Regions from separate parts of the Gossypium hirsutum genome. Here region 1 is linked to region 2. Evidence: chromatin contacts called from public Hi-C data. All regions are on one chromosome and are shown on one strand. Each heading gives the region's core, a stretch centred on a gene start, on an enhancer-like site or on the middle of the called end of the contact. The rest is flanking DNA. Distances are from core to core; before and after follow the strand shown. Region 1 holds the start of LOC107947893 (RING-H2 finger protein ATL39). Region 2 holds the start of LOC107955698.

Evidence for each region. A called contact is a pair of places that touch in the nucleus more often than the background predicts.
Region 1: a contact with region 2 is called in a Hi-C map of leaf, with 2.2 times the contacts expected there. The contact joins the promoter of LOC107947893 here to the promoter of LOC107955698 in region 2. A contact is called at or near these places in 7 of 34 Hi-C or Micro-C datasets (leaf and petal).

Annotation. Positions count from the first base shown.
Region 1 is chrA07:85,152,421-85,155,622 of Gossypium_hirsutum_v2.1, forward strand. It overlaps LOC107947893 (RING-H2 finger protein ATL39), which reads left to right and starts at 1,476. Exons shown (of 1, transcript XM_016882397.1): 1 at 1,476-1,910. The coding sequence starts at 1,476. The coding sequence ends at 1,910. LOC107948554 (protein PAT1 homolog 1) reads left to right here. Exons shown (of 5, transcript XM_016883141.2): 5 at 1-838. The coding sequence ends at 273. It overlaps LOC107948555 (OVARIAN TUMOR DOMAIN-containing deubiquitinating enzyme 11), which reads right to left. Exons shown (of 10, transcript XM_016883142.2): 9 at 3,132-3,188; 10 at 2,772-3,018. The coding sequence ends at 2,975.
Region 2 is chrA07:84,850,792-84,853,936 of Gossypium_hirsutum_v2.1, forward strand. It overlaps LOC107955698, which reads right to left and starts at 1,499. Exons shown (of 2, transcript XM_016891496.2): 1 at 1,116-1,499; 2 at 577-844. The coding sequence starts at 1,375. The coding sequence ends at 760.

The DNA of each region.
Region 1 (3,202 bases), core at 226-2,725, 300 kb after region 2:
TTTTTTGCCCTTCTTACCAAGTACTGTGTTAGTAAATATGAGACAATAATCCAATCAATACATAACCAGCCTCAGCCAACCACAGAAGTCATCGGTTTAGAGGCTATAAGGCGTGAAATGCCTTGTGAACTTCTACGAGCTAGTCTTCCTCACACTAATGAATCCCAGAGGAAGCTTTTGATGGACTTTTCTCAGCGTTCGGTGTCCATGAACGGATCCAGTTCGCCTGCTGGAAGTACTAGCCGAATCAACTCTGAATCGGTAAGGGTCTAATAAAGAAGGGAAGGGTAGCATGCAAATTTTGTGAACAATGCAGTTGATAGGATGTAGAATGAGAGAACAGAGGGGAAGAGGTATGCATTATTGTCCTCCTTCCTCTCTTCTTCCCTTTTCCTAAGATCATGAAAGTTGATCGAATTTATTCTAGCAACACAAATGAATGTGTGGTGTGATGGGGGAGAGTTGGTGATTGGAAATTGTTAGTGTAGCTTGTGGGGAGCTTTATTTTGGTGCTCTGCTTTGAGACGCTCCGTTGCCAAGGGGAGTCGTAGTATTAGTGGGTTGGAATGAAAATGAATGTACAGTTGGTCGCTTACTGAACCTTGGAAACACTCCTTTTCTATACTGTTCCAATTACAGTAGCTCCGAGGAAGTCTGATGATGCCCAAATTGGGTGGGTTTGTGGCTTTTCTAGTCTACTTGAGTTATTGAAGAGGGGTGGGGGATGAAGGGTGGCTTCTCTGAGCAATTCAAAATCAACCTGTAATAATAGAAAAAGAAATGTTTTATATGATCAGACTTTAGTTTTAATTCTAAATGCAAAGCAAGATTTGTTGCCTGTCTTGTCTTTGTTCTAAATTCTAACCATGCTATCTACATCTTGTGAAATCCTGGTATTCTCTGCGAGATTCCTATGGTATTATAGAGCGTTGGGAGAGGTCTATTTCTACGTTGGAGGCGTGAAGATACTGAAACTAAGCTGCCTACCAATAGAAAATCAGATATGCAAAGACAGCCACCCTTGATTCCATTGTCATCTATAATAGTCGATCAGAAACCGATATCAAACTCTGTTAATTAATAAAAGCTAAATGAATAATAAAGTTTAAAATTTTAATAAAAATACTAGTGCTCGTGAGTGAAAAATAAAGAATACTGTAGGAGTATGTTTTAAAAGAGTAAAAAATAGCAAATAGTGAATCAATAAGAGATATAGTTTCATATTTTTAATTAAAAAAGTTAATTACTTATGTGACTTTAGTTTTTATGTATATAAATAAAAATGCGATTATCTTTTAATTCTTCTATTAAACATGATGGGATAAAATAAAATAATTGTATAGTTAGAAAGATTTAACTTGCTCTCTACGGAAGAATCTTCAGGTGAAATTTCAAACAAATTGAAAAAGGAAAACTTGGGTTTAAATATTATGATTCACTCAATACTAAACTAGTGTTTCATCATTGAAGGAAGCATGGCAATGCCACCAGCAGCGGCTGAGATTGACGTTGAAAGACCACTTAATCTTGTCGGAATTCTAAGTGTTGTCGCTTCTTTCCCCATAACAGTATTTATAATTTACATCATAAGGACTTGTTATGAAAAAGCCAGAAGGCAGCTCCGACATCCGACTCAAGACATTGAGGCCGGCCGTCAATCCATGCGGCAACCGGCAGGGACCGTTGTAATAGACAAGAAGAATAATATAATTAGCACGCAAGAAACTACAGCCAAAGAAGGAGAGAGTGGAAGCAAGGATTGTGCAATATGCCTGGAAGAACTGAAAGAAGGGGATCGTTGCAGGATGTTAAGCAAATGCCGACATGTTTACCATCTTTCTTGCATCGATCGATGGTTGCTTAAGCACTCCCATTGGCCGCTTTGTCGTGCTTCTATCTACGCTTCCTGATCTAACTGCTTTTCTTTGCATTACAATTGTTTCATATTTTTATACTTTTATATTCGTATATAGCATTTGATCTGTTCTTCAACATTTATCAATGGATGCGGTTTTTTCGTTTGATCCTTTTTTTTTTGTTCTTTCTAGCCCTCCCTTTCAAGTGTTTCGCAAAAAAAAAAAAATCGATGAACTTGACATGATATGTTTAAACTTGGTTTCATGAGATGTTTGATGCACATTTTGTAATAGATTTTGATACTTTTTATAATTTGTTGTATTAACTTCAAAAAATAATATTTATTTGTGGTTTATTTTATTTTATAATTTGACTTTTATTAGTGTATGAGCAAATTTAAACTCTATATTCTAAATTTTCATTTTTATATGTAGCATCTTATATGGAAAAATATATCTCTACAAATGTAATGTGATGTTAACTTATTATTTTCAAAAAATACTTAAAAAAAAAACACCATCATTATTTTCTATTTTTTAAAACCAAAGAATAAATAATAATAATAATAATAATAATAATAATAATAATAATAAACAATTCTCAATTTTGCAATTCAATCAATCCGATACCATTATCTGAATTTAGTTTTAGTTCAAATATCATTGATTATTTTAGTTAACGAATTTAACAATCATCATTTGGATCAGGACTGAAATTTCAACGTTCAAAAAATATATGAACTAAAAAAATCAAAAATTGAAGAAGTGATTAACTCAACAACTTATGCACAATACAAAACTAGTAGCCGAATATAACCAAATTAACTTTAACTACTACTATGTAGGACATGACTAAAATTTCAAAATTAGAAAAAAGATATGAACTAAAATGAATCAAATTAGAGTACAAAGAACTTATGCAAATGTACAGGTGGCTGCACAGTCAATACTTTTTATGTTTTCTGAATGTTAATTATTTGTATACAAAATAAAGTTAAATGATCAAATAACTAATAAGTTTTGTAATAGCAAACTATTTCTGAATGGCACATAAAGGTGAGTAAAAATATACATATAATAGATAAAATAAACTGGGAATGTGTCGTATTATATCAATCCTAAAAAAGCCAATGCTTTCTTCTTGGTGCTCTGGTAGGAACATCTGTAAACATACATAAGTATATGGACTTCATTCATCTGGCCGATGAAATAGCAAGAATTGTGTGAAAGATAAAAAAAGAATTAAGAAATGAAAACTACTAAAGTTGGTCTCACCTCCACTTGCATACAATGAATTGTAATGTACTTCACTCCAGAAGCTCAGCCAAATTTCTAGAATACACAAT
Region 2 (3,145 bases), core at 249-2,748:
GTTTCGCGTTTTGGAATATCGAGAAATTGTGCCCTAACTTACGGGGGTTCAATTTTCTCGTTGATTCTAAATTGCCAAATATCCTTTTGAGTTTTAAAACATAAGGATTCCCAATCAAAATTAAGGACAAACTTGTGCTCGGGAGTTCATGGTATTGTGTCCTAACTTACGAGATGTGATACTCCGATATCTCGAGACAAATAAATCTTTAACAATCGTTTTGGTCTAATTCAAGCATTTCTTAAAAAAAAAAATCAACGTTAATGAAAAAGGATCACATTTTAAATCCGTTTCTGATTTTTCAACTTTCGACATTAAGACATTAACTAATCAATTTGGTACCAATTTTGGGCGTGACGAGGGTGCTAACCCTTCCTCGCACGTAACCGACTCCCGAACCTTTTTTCTCTTGAGTTTCGTAGACCAAAAACACCGTTTTAGTAAACTAGCATGTTTTATAAAAACAAAGATGATCCGTTCACACCTAATAAAGATCAGTGGCGACTCCTGTTTTAATCTTCGCTTTCAAACAAAATTGATTCCCGTTTTCAAAAAAATAGTTTTGACAGTCACAAATAGTAATTAATATATGTTTATTTCAAATATTAATTTTTTATTCTTAACTTAATTCTAATTCAAACTGTACAGGCTCAATTATGCCCTGCCCAAACTAAAAGACCAAACCCAATTAAATACAAACCCTAAAGCCCAAATCCTAGCCCCCTGCAGAGAAGAGAAAACAGCAGCAGCCCTCAACCCTCAGCAGCACACTCGGCCAACCAATGGCCGCCTCGCGCACCACCACCGGCATATGCTCCCTCCATGCGTCTGACACGCCCATACCCTGCAAACACAAACAACAAAAACAGCAGCCACAACAGAGGAATAAGAGCATTTTTTATTGTTATTGTAATCGGTTATAAAACCGAAGGGAGAAATTTTGAAAGAAGAAAAGAAAAACACTTTGCAAACAAGATTAATCAAAAAAAGAATAGAATTTTCGAAAGGTGAATATTTTGTTGGTGTTTCAGTTTCCGATTTTCTTTGCATTCTATTTTGTTTTCTTATTTTTTATTTACGAAAAAATAATAAGGGAAAGGAGGATAAAAACACACCTTCGATTAGCCATTTGGGTGCGCTCCGGTGTCCTTTTGCCGATCTGATGGCCGTCGCACCCCTGGGGTTCGACCAACGGCCGTGGCAGAGGGTGAGGAGCCGATGGGTCCTCCCTTTTCCCTTGCGTTGCTGTGGTCGTGAGTGTTCCTACTTCAAACCCGTTCAAAAAGAGGGTCGAAGAGACCCTTTCCATGTAGCGCTGGTCGCCGTTCGCGGCATGGGACATGGGGGATCTCCCAATGAATCCATGGTCGGCCATGGAGGAGGGATAGAGAGCAAGAGACGCTCTGCTGTTTTTGTGAAAATGGGGGGGGGTTTAAAACCTAACAGAGAAGAGAGAAAGCTTTTGGAATTTTCTGTAAAAATGGACTGCAAAAATGGAATTTTCAAAAAAAATTTAGGGTTAAATCTGCTGCGTGAAACGGCAGCGTTTTGAAGGGTGACCTAAGTGCCCAAACGGCACCGTTTTAGGGGTGCCCGTTCGCGACCCGACCCGTACCCGGGGGGATCCGCGTTTTTCCTTTAAATGGGAAATTGCTCGGCCCTTTTCTGATATTTGATTTAGTCCCGATTGGCTTTTTTTTCTTTTTAAATTTAGCCCGATTATTTTATTCCATCTCTGATTTGATCCCTGGACTGAACATTGAAACGCAGCGCATTAAGGGTTGGGGTAATTGCCCAGTTGACCACAGTTTCTTCGCGCGTATCTCAATCTAACCCCCTGGCAGTTTTCTATTTTATAATTTATACCCCTTTTTATTTTTATTTTAATTTAGCCCTCACCCTTTTATTTCAAATTGTTTTATCATGTTTTTATACATTTTATTTGCTGCCATTCAGATGTTATATTTATTTAGTTTAAAATTTCACGTGTTACTTATAAGATTTGTCACATTGTTCATTTATTTGAATGTGTATATATATACATTATTTATTTATGTTCCCTTTTGTAAACTGTTCACCTTTTTAGTTTGCATGTTTGTTTTAAATATTTCACATGATGTGTTAAATTGTTTTGTTTTTATTGTATATTTTATATTATTTTATCTTATGCCGAAAACATTATTCATAGCAATTTATAAACCACCAGAGTACCATTTTTAAAAAAATCATCTTTTGCATTATTTATTTAAAATTTATTTCATTAGTTTAAATTGTTTTCATGTACCCTTCAAATTTCCATTTGTTTATTCTAAAACATTCTATTTATTATTTATTATAGGATTTTCTTATATTACCCGTAGTATGCTTTTATGTACATATATTATTGGTTCTAAAAATTATATGTATTATCTTTTCTTAAATCGCTTTATATACATTATTGATTTTAAAAAGAATTTCATCTTTTATTTTATTTATTTTTAAACTCGTCTATTAGTTTTCTTTATGGTTTTATACTTTATTCAATTTGACTTGCTTTGTACTATTTATATTTTTTAGATTGCCAAATATGTTTTTGTTCATTAATTGTTAATGTTAGTATGTGAATGATGTATGTGAGCCATTATTGTCATCGCATGTATCATAAATTGTTCACTTACATTTTCACCTTGTTGTTGTATATTTACGTGACGTCATCCATGTATTATTGTTTATACTCATTCTCTCGTATCTCATATATTTGCCTCACGAATTAAACCCCAATGTATTTATCCAACAAATCACCTTATTTTAACCCAAATAAATAACACATGTTGCTTGAATATTGTATTCGTTACTATTCAAAAACAAAATTTTCCAAATAAGGCAATGTTATGCATTTTGAAATATCGAGGAATTGTGCCCTAACTTACGGGGTTTCGATTTCCTCGTTGTTTCTAAATGGCTAAATATCCTTTTCGAGTTTTAAAACACGAAACTCTCATTTAAATTAAAAGACGACCTTGTGCTCGAGAATTCATGGTATTGTGTCCTAACTTACGGGATGTGATACTCTGATATCTCGAGATAAGGAAATCTTTAAACAAATTGTTTTGTGCTAATTCAAAAATTTTAGAATCGATATTTATAGAAAAGATCGTATTTTAAA